Regions from separate parts of the Mus musculus genome. Here all the other regions are linked to region 1. Evidence: chromatin contacts called from public promoter capture Hi-C data. All regions are on one chromosome and are shown on one strand. Each heading gives the region's core, a stretch centred on a gene start, on an enhancer-like site or on the middle of the called end of the contact. The rest is flanking DNA. Distances are from core to core; before and after follow the strand shown. Region 1 holds the start of Kif21a (kinesin family member 21A). Region 2 holds the start of Slc2a13 (solute carrier family 2 (facilitated glucose transporter), member 13). Region 3 has its middle 20 kb from the start of Mir7648.

Evidence for each region. Promoter capture Hi-C pulls out the DNA fragments that hold promoters and counts their contacts.
Region 2: a promoter capture Hi-C map of hippocampal neurons shows a contact between it and region 1, with 2.1 times the contacts expected there. The contact joins the promoter of Slc2a13 here to the promoter of Kif21a in region 1. A contact is called at or near these places in 3 of 39 promoter capture datasets (the 3T3-L1 cell line, embryonic stem cells and hippocampal neurons), 2 of 484 Hi-C or Micro-C datasets (embryonic fibroblasts and embryonic stem cells) and 3 of 115 datasets of contacts at active chromatin or transcription factors (PVALB interneurons, epiblast stem cells and forebrain).
Region 3: a contact with region 1 is called in a promoter capture Hi-C map of hippocampal neurons, with 2.0 times the contacts expected there. The contact joins the enhancer-like site here to the promoter of Kif21a in region 1. A contact is called at or near these places in 8 of 39 promoter capture datasets (the 3T3-L1 cell line, the C10 cell line, cranial neural crest and 4 more), 3 of 484 Hi-C or Micro-C datasets (cerebral cortex and cortical neurons) and 7 of 115 datasets of contacts at active chromatin or transcription factors (craniofacial prominence, embryonic forebrain, embryonic hindbrain and 3 more).

The regions. Positions count from the first base shown.
Region 1 is chr15:91,047,094-91,051,372 of GRCm38.p6, forward strand. Kif21a (kinesin family member 21A) reads right to left here and starts at 2,858. Exons shown (of 37, transcript NM_001109040.2): 1 at 2,566-2,858. The coding sequence starts at 2,609. Gm52215 reads left to right here. Exons shown (of 2, transcript XM_030248879.1): 1 at 1-855; 2 at 1,852-2,808. The coding sequence starts at 2,119. The coding sequence ends at 2,784. Gm36710 (a long non-coding RNA gene) reads right to left here and starts at 3,960. Exons shown (of 2, transcript XR_384343.1): 1 at 3,905-3,960; 2 at 3,630-3,811.
Region 2 is chr15:91,570,946-91,575,274 of GRCm38.p6, forward strand. Slc2a13 (solute carrier family 2 (facilitated glucose transporter), member 13) reads right to left here and starts at 2,316. Exons shown (of 10, transcript NM_001033633.3): 1 at 1,630-2,316. The coding sequence starts at 2,152.
Region 3 is chr15:90,242,671-90,246,868 of GRCm38.p6, forward strand. No RefSeq gene overlaps it. Among named protein-coding and RNA genes, the nearest start is that of Mir7648, 20 kb to the left of the region's middle. Within about 2 kb of position 1,606, at least 5 of the 459 cell types and tissues checked have an H3K27ac peak or open chromatin away from gene starts, as enhancers often do. A contact at or near this core is called in hippocampal neurons, where this site is marked.

The DNA.
Region 1 (4,279 bases), core at 1,608-4,107:
TGGCGCTCCCAGTTCCAAGCTAACCAGTGCAACCCAATGAGACCCTGCCTCAAATAAATAAAAAACATAGCAAGCTTCAGTAAGGCAAGAACACAGCAAACTGAACCACAAATTTGAGCAGGGCCTGGTGGCGCACTCCTTTAGGCCCAACACTCAGGAGGCAGAGGCAGTTGGATCTCTGCGTTCAAGGCCAGCATGGCCTACAAAGTGAGTTCCAGGACAGCCAGGGCTACACAGAGAAACCCTGTCTCGAAAAACCAAAATAATAATAATAATAATAATAATAATAATAATAATAATTTAAACTTAAATTTTAGTTATGGAGCTTAACCATATTTCAGGTGTTTGGCTGCCACATTGAACTTTCTGAATCAATATCCCTTCTCAATGAAAGACAACCTACAGACAACTCAAACACCAAAATATCCCCCGAAACAGAGTAAAAACCATTCTCCCTCAGCTAGAAACTTTCTGCTCAGCATCTTTCCCGGGCGCTTATTTTACAAACCCTCTAAGCCCACTAGAACACACGCACCTGGAGAACGCACTTGCTTTTATGAAAGAACAGCCCAATTCTCCACTGCTCATCGTCTCGTTGTCGTAAAGGAGAAAGAGGGCCAAATCCTCTGTTAATTCTCTGTCTAGACCCAACATTTGTATGCATTTACTTCTCCACAACTGGAAAGCAGACTGGATTGGAGGACCCGGGGAGTGTTCAGTTCACTCCCTCTCGTGGTGAACTCGCTCTCCTCTAAGATGTCCAGATAGAAATAGTCTGCCAAGGCTATTCACTTGTAATTGACCTAGTCTAGGATCGGGAAGATGCTGACGACCTTTTACACTGAGTAAAACGAGGTAAGGCATAGCCCTGTCTCTCACCTGCACAGGCACGGGGGTAAGAACCAGGGCTGCACATGTAAGCTTTCTGGGTTGTAACTCTCTTTCCGTCTATGCTATCAGTTTAATTTTGGAAGGTTGACTTAATAATCTTCCTGTCCCCGTCAGTAAGAAAGACATAAAAAAAAAAAAAAAAAAAAAAAAAAAAAAAAAAAAAACAGCTTTAAAGTCACAGATTATGAGGAATAAGCTTTTTACCTGATCTAAAACATGTGACGGTTTTACGACTCTTTACACACTTCCGTTGTAAAACATTTGAAATTTTTTATTCCCCTTTTCTGTTATTCCTGGACTATATCTTCCATTACTAGATGAGACTGTTCTTCCTATTCATCCTACTAGCTTTCGTTTGGCCTTAAAATATGAATCATGTGTGCATCAGGACCAGGGACGTGGAAGGCAAAGACAGGAAGGCCATTAAGGGCCAGACCTAATAAAACCGTCACCTCCATTCTATGGTAATTCCATTATCTGCAGAATAAAGGAATCAAAATACCTTCCCATTTCTTTTTATTCTTTTTTTGTTTTGTTTTGTTTTGTTTTGTTTTGTTTTTCGAGACAGGGTTTCTCTGTGTAGCCCTGGCTGTCCTGGAACTCACTCTGTAGACCAGACTGGTCTTGAACTCAGAAATCCGCCTGCCACTGCCTCCCAAGTGCTGGGATTAGGGCATGTGCCACCACTGCCCAGCTTTAAGACAATTAAAGACCCAGGACATGCAAAACTGCCACTTCTGGGCTTAATCAAGATTTGTCACTAAAATAACCATAGGAACGCTTACATTATGTAACTTTCAATTTTTCGACTAAGGCGCTGACAGATGTTTACGAATTCTGGCTTTCTCTGAAGACAGGCTCTCTTTATAATCTTTATATTGTAACTGAGTTAACAGTATACTATCAGAGCAATGGAAGCCATGCACTTGGTCTAAGAGGAATGCTTCATTAATTTTTCAGTGTGATGATGCTGCAGTTTTCCAAGAGCAACTGTCGGAGTTCTTGCGATGCATCAAAACAGCCAAACTACACCGAATGTCCATGTCACCGTCACTAACCACAACAAGGTGACACAGCCAGCATTTCAAAACTCAACCCCAGGCGTATGTGATGTCACTGTCAACATCCAAGGTGCTTAACTAACCTCAGGTTGTTTCTCCCAGTCGCCCATCTAACCCTCCGGCTGGCTGACGTTGCCTGCCTTCTCCAGACCTCCCGCGGGTGCCTATGTCCCGCAACACACTCCCTACCAGCACACCTGCGAGGCCAGGTGTCGCGACGCACGCCATCGCGGGGACCCGAGTGGGCGCGGGCGGCGCGCTTGTCACCGCGACGCTTTGTCTGCGGCTCCGAACCCAGCCGGCGCGGCAGGGGCTGGGCTGGAGAGGAGGGAGTGGGGGGTGGGGACAGACACCTCGGGCCCACCTGCAGGGCGGCAGCGGCGACTCCCGGGGACACCGGGCGACGCTCACCCGGAGGCCAAACGCGAGGCGTCCGTGCGTGCAGCGAGCGGCGCCCGATCCTCCGGGGTGTGGGGGTGCGGGGCAGCCACTGCTGTTCCCCCGAGAAGCAGCGATGCGACGCACCGGCCCCGGAGCGGGCAGCAGGAGAGTCCGCCCGCCCGCTCGTCCGCTTGCTGGCTTCAGCTTTCCTTCCTGTCCACCCGCAGCTCACCTGACAGCCACGCGCACCGAGCTCTCGTCCGCAGCGCCCAACATGCCTGCGGCCGCCCGGGGCTCAGCTCCGTGCCGAGCGCTCCGGGCAGGCGGCGGCGGTGGTGACGGCGGCGGCGGCGGTGACGGTGACGGTGGCGAGGGCTCAGCGCCGTGCTCCAGCCATGTTGGGCGACTGAATGGAAAGGTGGCGGCGCGGAGGCGCGGGAGGGGGCGGTGACTCAGGGCGGCGCCGCCCCTTGCCCCCACTCGCCAGGCTCCGCGCTGCCCTGCGTCAGCCGTGGCCGGTCCGGTGCGCCCCGCCCCGGCGGCACGGCCAGGCGGGCGCGGCACCGCGCGGAGGCGAGCCGACCCCCCCTCCCCCTCCCATCCACCGGAGGCGCGTCCCCGCAGCCACCTGCCCCCTCTGTGGCACGGACCTTGACCCCTTTCCCAAACCTGGCCCTGTCCTCTGCCCGATCTCTTGGGACGTGGAACGATTTTCCACCCCTCTGCCTCTTCAGTGCATTACTGTTCGGTCCTATGCACATGCAAAGTGCTCCGGGCCCTGGTACTGCCAAGCATTTCCACAACTGCTTTCCATGGAGGCGTGCAGCGTGGTAAATCCTTGCAAACGGATTTTCTTTCCCTGCTGGCCTTTCAAAAGCTCCTCCGGGATCCCGAGATTCTGTCAACAGTGTCCCATTGTGTGTTCTGCACGTCATCATTGTCCTTCCACATGCCTTTAGATAGCTCTGTGGAAACAGCCTTTGTTAGCTTTGCCACAGAGTATCTTTTGTGGACTGTTCCGTACATTTCAGTAAATAAACATGTGGGTTCATACAAAACAGTATAATAGATTAAATGTCGCTATCTAAATAAAAGCACTGGCCCAAGCAGATAAAAACTAAAATCACACACCTGATCGCCCTGCTCAGAGAGTGTCCTAGAACACAGTGTATATTGGGTTCAGAAAGAAGTTTGAACCTTGTATACCCATGGGTAGATGGCCTATGGTATTTATTCTTAGAGGCAGTCCTATGTACTTTGTTTCTTACCTTTAAATCGTTACAGACAACATAGGTGGAAGGTAAAAAAAAACTTTATAATGTCCCTTTGTGTGACAAACTGGTAACAAAGCTGTCCTCCGGCCTCTCCCTGGAGAGCCTTCCCTAGCCTCGATATTTCTCCACCAACATAATGGAGCCACATTTTGTCCTAACTTGACAGGTCCAGGCGTGGATGGATCTGGTCTGACCACCTCGTTTCTGCGATAAAGGACAAGAACAAGAGATCAACCTACAGCAACAAAGCAACATATATTACCTTCTCAAAGTCTTCACTTTAGATAGCAACAGTACCTATGTGTCTCAAAAAAGAGCTGTCACAAATCATGTGCTTCAAGAACTGGGCAGGTAGCTTAAGGAAGTGGAGGAAGCAAAGTCGAGAATATATAAAATAAAACCGAGAAGGCGGGCCCCTTCCTAAGGAAGTAGCTGTCCCCATTCTGCCTGGACTAGATCTACTGGCACCCAGATCCTGTGTGGCCACATTTTTGGTTTGGTTGTATGTTTGTTGTTCCTCAAGTGAAAAAGAAAAATCAAATCCTTATGTGAAAAACGCCTTAGTTTTAAAGATTAACAACTAATTCTGCATAATATTTACACACCATGCAAAAACAACCTCAAACTGTGTCTGACCATCTCTAGTCTCAAGCCACCAGATTGAAACGTCTG
Region 2 (4,329 bases), core at 1,066-3,565, 520 kb after region 1:
TGTCCTAAGGGGTGAGAGCCAGTTCTAGCTGCCTTTAGACCCATTTGCGAAGCCAACTCTAGAGGATGCTCTCCTTTCAATTCTGTATCATACATCCGGAAGGACCCTGACATGACAGGGCCCCCAGGCTGTCAGGCAAGAATCAACAAAATGCTTCAATTTTTCATCTGATACTCAGGAGTTTCATTAAGACACCTCTGCAAAACATCAATCTCCAGATATAAGTCTGGGAATTAATAATGAGTCTCTGACAACTGAAGTGTGATTTCTCTGCCAAGGGGGAGAAAAGAAGGTAGAGGCATAAGAGAGGATCTGTATCCCAGGCAGATGATGCTGATTAGAGTCCTAGGCAGGTTATTTGTCGAAGGATCCTACAGGCACAGGGCATTTTTACACAGAGAGGGGATTTCCATGGATTTTTGTCTCTTTGGTGGTCATTTGGACCTTCCTTTGCCAAATCCACATTTCACAGAGAGCCTTGCCATGCTTCAGTAATTACCCATAGAAGCAGAGTCGGTGATCAGGGGATACGGGTACAGTGAGCTGGGGTTTTAGGCTCGTGGCTCCTAGAGGCAGAGTTGAATGAATGAGTGTGCTTCCCCTTACAAACCTATCCAGAAGGGTGAAGAGTGGTCAGCTCAGGGACAGCTCCGGGAATCCATCTAGCCCTCCCATGGGGAAGCAACGCTTTACCCTAAAGGAAACTGAATTATAAAAGGAAACATTTTATAGCCTTGGAAAACTACCAGTGAGATTTAAGTCACAACTTCCCATTCTCCCTTTAAAGGTGCTTTCTAATAACACTGGGCACATCCCAAACAGCTTCCCTCTGCCAAGAGCACACCAAGAGTGCCTCCCCCGCTCAGCAAACAGGGTGACAAAAAAAAAAAAAAAAAAAAAAAAAAATCAATGCCCAGAGAACCTACATCTCTTCATTTCTAAAGTAAATTGCAAGTGTCTATCTTGCTGGGCATTTATCCACAGGAGTGGCTCCTAACTGAATCTAGGAAATGAACGTGACCTTTAATGGATAATTTGGTTCCCATATGGAAAAGGCAGAGAAGGCAAAACAAGAATGGTGAATGTTGGCCCAAAGTAAAAGTTCTAAGTCGGGTGGGAAAGGGAGACAGATTTCATCTAGAAAGGTGGAAAGGTTGAAAGTCAACCACAGAGCACAAAGCAAGGAGAGAAAATAGTGTTCTATTTAAAAATGATCCACTGCAGAGAAGATGGAACTGGAACGGAGCAGGGATTTTGGAGTTCAAAACTCCTTGACTCTACTAATTATTGCAGTTCGCAGTTCGTTTAAAGCTCGGTGGGCTTAGCATCCTAAAGGAGAACTGGCAGTGGGGAAATCACTCTCAGGGATGGCAGGGATGTGGAGACCCTCCTAAACTCAACAAGCGGCCTCAGGTTAGGCCGGATCGGGGAAAGCTGGGGTATCTTGAATTGCTCCAGACTGTCCGGCGCTGACTGACCCGCGGGCGACCGCAGATTCCACGTGGGAATCCGGGAGAAGGGAACGCATCCTCCACAGCCACCAGGGCGCTCGTGCCACCGAGCCCCCAAAGGACCGCGGAGCAGGGGAGAGCAAGGGGGTCAGTGGGGCTCGCGGGCGCGGCCACTCACCGATGCCGAGCCCCACGACCAGGCGGCCGGCCAGCAGCGTCTCCTTGTTGGCGGCGGCGGCCAGCACGGCGGAGCCCACGGTGCACAGGGCGCTGGCCAGCAGGATGGCGCTGCGCCGACCGAGGGCGCCGTTCAGGGCCCCTCCGGCCAGCGCCGCGACGGCGGCCGCGCCCACCGCGCCCGACACCAGCAGCTCCTGCCACATCGCGCCCAGGCGCATCTGGCGCCGCAGCAGCAGCATGGCCCCCGACACCACGCCGGTGTCGTAGCCGAACAGGAAGCCGCCGAGCGCCGAGAAGGCGGCGGCCGCGTACACGAAGGCCGGGGTCTCGTCGCGCTGGAACTGCCTGCGCGCCGCGCGCTCCAGCTCCGCGCCCTGCAGGCTGGCGGCCGACTCGGCGGCCAGGAGGCTGCGCTCCCCGCCTGGCGCCCCCGGCTCCGGCTGCCGGCGGCGCCTCTCGCCCATCAGGCTGCTCAGGCTGCGCAGCGTGTACTCCACGTCCTCGCTCGCCTTGCGGGACATGGGACAGGCGGACGCCGCCGAGGCGGCTGCGGGGAAGTTGCGTGTGGGGCGCCGCGCACTCTCTGCCAGCTGCTGAGCCGCTGCTCTTCTGCCACCCGAGCCACCCGCCTCGCAGCCTCTGCTAAGCTGGCGCTACGGAGCGGCCGGGGGCGGGGTCGTGCGTCACTTGCCCGCTTGGAGGGGAGGGGCGAATGGGACCCACCTCCCCCTGGTGGGCGGAGACAGAGAAGAACTCCTCCCCCTGGACGCTGCCACCTCCCTCTGTGGGCGGGGTTAAGCGGAGGTCCCCTGGAGACAAGAGCTCTTTGGAGTCAGGGTACCAGGACACAGGGAAGCTTGCCTTCTGGCTGCAGATGAGCTGCTTGCTATCCAGAGCACTCAAGCTCACAGCAGGCTAAGGATCAGGTGAAAGACTCCTTCTGCCCTCCTGCTTGCAATCCGAGGTGGCTGAGACTGCCTGACACTCACCTACTTCTGTCCTTTTGCAGTGAGTGTCCGTGTCCCTTGGCTCTCATGCAATTAGTTTGTTTTGGAGCAATTTGGGACCATGGTCACTGGTGTCTCTAGTTTCCTTTCTCCCTGCTACTCCGTCTTTAAATTCCGCCCTTCTAAAATGCATTTGCATCTTGACTTTCTGAGGGGAGAAAGAGAGACAGAGACAGAGACAGAGACAGACAGACAGAGAGACAAGAGACAGACAGACAGACAGACAGCAACTCTTCTCTCACGAGAAGGCTTCCTGTGGATTCCCAGAGGTAAAGCAACTTTAGCTGTGCGTATATACATCACCTTCTCACATAACTAGCTGATTCCAAGTGGAACAAGGAAACTCAAGAATGTGATCTGTTGTGTGATTGGCAATTACCACCTTTCTTGCCCAGCATGCGAGCCTAAAAAGATACCTTCTCCCTGACAATTCCTGCTGCTGCCCCATTGATTTGAAGAAGCGATTTTAGATGCCCCATTTGCCTGAAACAAAGTAATTTCAAATGGTTTGAGGATGGTTGTTTTAATTGCTAATTGCCAGTTGTTGGCTGGTTTGGAAACCTCCCGTTGATTTAAATATTCTGTAAATTATTTTATGTTGTTTCATTTCCGGAGATAGAGACTAATCAAGTGTCTTTCTGCTGCAGTCTCATTCTTCAGGCGTAGGACACCAGATTTAAATGAAAAAGAAATTTAAAACCCATGGTTTCCGTGAACAATTCCTGTCTTCATTTACTTCCCTTATTTGAACAAATGTTTCTTAGCACGAACCCTATTCATGCAGTTTAAGCTTGTTTCCTTCAGAGAAATTGTTTCTGTCATCCTATTACACTATGAAGTTATTAGACTTTCCCAACGTCCCTTTCACCTTGATTTTTAGTCACCAAAATATCTCACTTTCCAACCACATTTCTCCAAATGTGGGGGGGGGGCGGTTATCTCAGAGGAATAACTTTAAATGTATCGTGTAACTTTAAAGCAAGGTTTTGCCGTCTTCCCAAGGAGAAATTAAACACAGACTTATCTCTCAAATAATGAAACAATAACTTAGACTTCAGAAGATTCAGGCTTGAGTCTTTCCCAAGCCCATAGCAGCAAAACTGCACCCCCTGGTGGTCAGCTTGTTCACGTAGATTCTGCAGAGAACTCTTGTTGAGTTGAAACAAGCTGAACTTCAAATCCAGCTGACCTATTGAACACCGTGACTTCTACTCACTAGGAGCTCCAAATTCAACTTTGGGGTTCCAGAACACGGAACCAACTACTCCTTAAAATCGTCTACACCTCGTAATTTATATCCATGAGTTTAAGATGACCTCGGAAGGAAATGTGACATTGGTAACATAACCGCTAAGGAAATGTGACCTTGGTAACACAACCGCTCTTCCGGGTTCTTGGGAGGAGCCAAGTTCAGTTAGGCACACCACAACATTCTACTAACATGGAGTTCCTTGTAGCTTCTTCTCATTTAACTTCATGGCGAAATTGAAAGTCCGAGGGCTGAGACAAAGCAGAGTACACCTCCAACAGCGTTTCACAAAATGTTTGAAATCGCCAGATTACTATATGAACCACTTTGTCTTACTTACAAAGCCTCAGCAAGTGCTCATTGACTAGAGTTCGAAAAATCACTTTTAAATTATAGTTCATTGCTAATCGAGATAAAGTGTAGGCATCGCTATCGATTTGCT
Region 3 (4,198 bases), core at 356-2,855, 810 kb before region 1:
CTGGTCCAAGAATAAACAAACCATGACAATCAGTAAAGAATTACAAAGGGAGAGAGAGATATGCCCACCTCAACCATAGGAAATCTTCTGAATGGTACTGCTTATTAATTTTCTTTCTCTAAGATTTACACACAACGTTTCTATTGTTTATTTTTTATTAGGTATTTTCCTCATTTACATTTCCAATGCTATCCCAAAAGTCCCCCATACCCACCCCCCCACTCCCCTACCCACCCACGCCCCCTTTTTGGCCCTGGCGTTCCCCTGTACTGGGGCATATAAAGTTTGCAAGTCCAATGGGCCTCTCTTTCCAGTGATGGCCGACTAGGCCATCTTTTGATACATATGCAGCTAGATACAAGAGCTCCGGGGTACTGGTTAGTTCATATTGTTGTTCTACCTATAGGGTTGCAGTTCCCTTTAGTTCCTTGGGTACTTTCTCTAGCTCCTCCATTGGGGGCCCTGTGATCCATTCAATAGCTGACTGTGAGCATCCACTTCTGTGTTTGCTAGGCCCCTCTATTGTTTATTAATGCATTGTGTAGATGTTCTGTGTGTCTACAGTATAATTATATGATTTATGTTCAAGGATAAGAATATAGAATTTGATGGTATTGATCTATTTTCTTTCAAGGAATTGATAGTGGTTTTGCTAATAGGTTGTTTATTGATTCTAACCATAGGCTATATTTTTGTAAGCAATTACCTGGAAGAATCTAATTCATATGTAGACCTCGTGGTTGGCAGGGAGTTGCCTTCAGAGTTTATTATCTGACAAGTACACAAAGCCTACTATTTTTTCCTCTTTTGACTATGAAGGGAAAAGCACTGTTGACATCTTTTATTGATTTCCAAAATGAAGCAGAATTTGACATGTCACTGGTTTATAATGCCCCGAGTTATTTTATTACTTTCTCTGACCTTTGGTGATTCCAAAAATCTTAGCTCATTCTTGTGTTGATAGACTATTGCCAATTGTTTTCTTTTGTGGTGTTTCTGACTTATTCTTCTTATTAATTAGCCTGATCATAGAACAATGATGAAGTAAAAAAAAAAACATGCATATCTACCCATGTTCTATAAATACGTGAGTGATTTTGTAAAGAAAAACCTGTGTTAACTTAAGGAGAGGCTGTATTTGGGGCTGGTCATAGACATCCTTGTGCCTGGAGTCTGTGGCATCAGCAAGAATCTGCAAATACTGAGTACTAAATTTTGCTGACTTGAAAGATAACTGATGCCATATGTTATTTTGTTAAGGCTTTCATAGTCTTTAGAATATTGCACTGTATTTTTAATCTCTTATATGTTTTTGCTAAGAAGCAAAGGGGTTGGGTAATGCAGGATCTGCAGTTTTATTATATAAAGAGCAAGGCTTAGAACTAGTTTAAGGAAGTGTTGGTGGCACTGGACACTTGCACAACAAAGATGGCTGTGATTCTGAGGAAGGTTAAAGGGCAAATGCATAGGAGTGGGGAAGTTGTAGAGGATAGAAAACCCTGGCTGGTACAATGGAATGTGCCAGAAACTGAAATATAGACATGAAAGCATAGGAACCTGATCTTAGTCACTGTATCTCCAGGACTCACATGCTCCACAGGAACAGAAGGGGGCTCAGCGCTGCCTGTCTCAGTCCGTGGGTAGACGGAAGTTAGGCCTACGTAACTTCTGCTCATGCTTACCATTTAATTTTAAAATCTTGGCTACTTGTTCTTTCCTCTCGTTTTTAATTAAAAACAAAGAAGAAACCAAAGCAAAGGAGACAAGTTCCTCCAGAAATTTAATAGAATTCAAGAAGTTGTTTGTTTGGTTTTTTTTTTTTTTAAGCACTTTTATGATATGGCTTTTGGGAACTAGTAAGGACACCAGATGCTCCAGAATGTTCCAAGACTATGAAATGAGATTATTGTTCAGGGTCAGGACTGTGGCACCACACCACAATTTACTTTAAAATTAAAATTGCTAGGCGGGATTTAATTTCCTCCTCAGAAGAGCAATAACCTTGTGAATGAATCAGACCCAGCTACTTATGCTTATTGCAAATAACTGTGTCTCCAACACTACAAACTGCTCTTACAGCAAAGCCATATTTGAGAAAGCAAACTAAACAACATACATGCATGCATGCCTGCATACACACACATGCATACACAGACAGACACACACACACACAACCCCAAACCACACAACTATTTTTGCAACATGTAAAGAAACATGGATGGATGTGGGTTGCAGTGGAGTAGTTGGAGTAGCAAGAATGACTGCAAAGCGGGGCAGGGGACATGGTGCAGATATTTTAATAAGTGTCATTCTGTGAATGATCGTGTGACTTATTGCCTATACAATGAATGAATGATTGAATGAATGAATGAATGAATGAATGCATTGTAAAAGTACCCAGTATTCAACCTCCCTGCCACTTAACCCTCTGTTTATTCCCACTACATGCCGACTTGCCAAGATGCCTTTTAGAAGCTTGTTGGGGTGGTAGCGGAGAAACTCTTAGGGCCCAGGGTAAAAGCGTCTGTTTGCTGTGTCACTTTCTAGCCCTAGTAAATTGGAATTTGAGCCAACAATGTAAACATTCATAAGCAATACCTGAGGGTGTTATCTTTTTTTCCTTGAAGAGTAAAGACCCTGTATGTGGTCTATGAAACGGCTAATTGCTCAAAGGAGGAGCCTGTGCAGGAGGCTGGCGCTCCTAGAGCCTTTCAGATGCCAACAGAAGTAAAATTTGTTATGGATCATCTAACAAGAAGGTGGTCTAAGAGTCTGATGTGCTGAGCACTCCTGTTTCAGTTCCATCTAAGCAGCTGAAGCAGCCAGGCATCCAGGCCGTAGCTAGCAAGCATCACAATACTTCACTTTAGTTTGAGTGTTTGACAGCCAAAAGCAGCATGTCTGCCTGATACGCCTACAATCTCCTCCTGTCAATCACGGCTGTGAACCATCCCACGATGCTAAGGCGTCTCACGAGTTAATGCCATGCCCTTGTGTCAAGTCTTAGATTTTTCAGAATCTTTTCACTTCTTTTATCGTATGGATTCATGAAAGCTTGAGGGACGGAGGAGACTGCGAATGTCATGACTCCCGTGTAACAGCCAAGCTGAAACCATCATTCAACTTCGCTGCCTCAGAATCCAGCGTCTAATTCTATTACACAGCACCCGGCCGGGAGCCTCTATCATTTCACTCTTACTATGTTGTTCTTGGTCAGTTTTTATTTGTTTCATGCTTTGTGAACTAAGGGAGACATTAATCAAAATTTATCCTTATACTTATGGCATAAAAACTTACACAAAATATAATGATATCTTAGTTTGGTTGATACAATCAAAACCTGCCACGATGCAAAAATATTTTTGTTTGCTTGTCTTTATTTTTGTGTATTTACTTTTGTGCCATACAGTTCATCTTCATATTCCTTGTTCTGCATCCTGGAAATTAAATATAAACAGAAAAACTAGAGATTTCAACTGAGACTTTATGAGATTTGTGACAAGTTGGAATCTAAAGATGTTTTTCTTTGAGTGTATGCTTTCCCAGTGATGCATACTAACGAAGGCTCTGCCAAAGGTCTGATGAGAAAAAGTTTCAAATACTATGTCAAGTTTTCTATTTTATTATGGAAAAAAAAAACCCCACATTTATAGCTAAATTCAATTTTACTGAAAGAGAAAGACCTACATCTAGGTCAAGTTCCAACACTGCGAGGTCAAGATGTTCTTACAGTTCACCCCGATGCAGCCTAGCCCCAGGGACATGCATGCAAACAACATTGTAGAGTGGCACTGTCACTTGGCCGAGGGATCCTTCTGTAGTGGTTCTGGTTCTGTTCTGCCCCCTTTCCTTGCATTCTTGGGCTCCATGGATACCACTATTCTGCTTGGGTAGTTCTGTGGCTATTCAAAGAATGGTAAAGTCTTACTGGAACATTTAAGGACTCCCTCTTAATTGATAAAAGATGCAGCGTTTCCTTGTTTTACTGTTACTACTCCTCATTCATGTTGCCGGCATTGGGACAATTGTCTGCCACGTGTCTTAACTTGTGGAACCTATAGTGCATATTGGGAAGAGAGGTTTTCCTTAGCTCATTTGACCTGACTCCTAATGGGTCAATGTTCTAATATTTTTGTTGGGGGATTCATGAACTAAGGAAATATATTCAAGACAGTCTCCATACTAAATCAAAACTTAG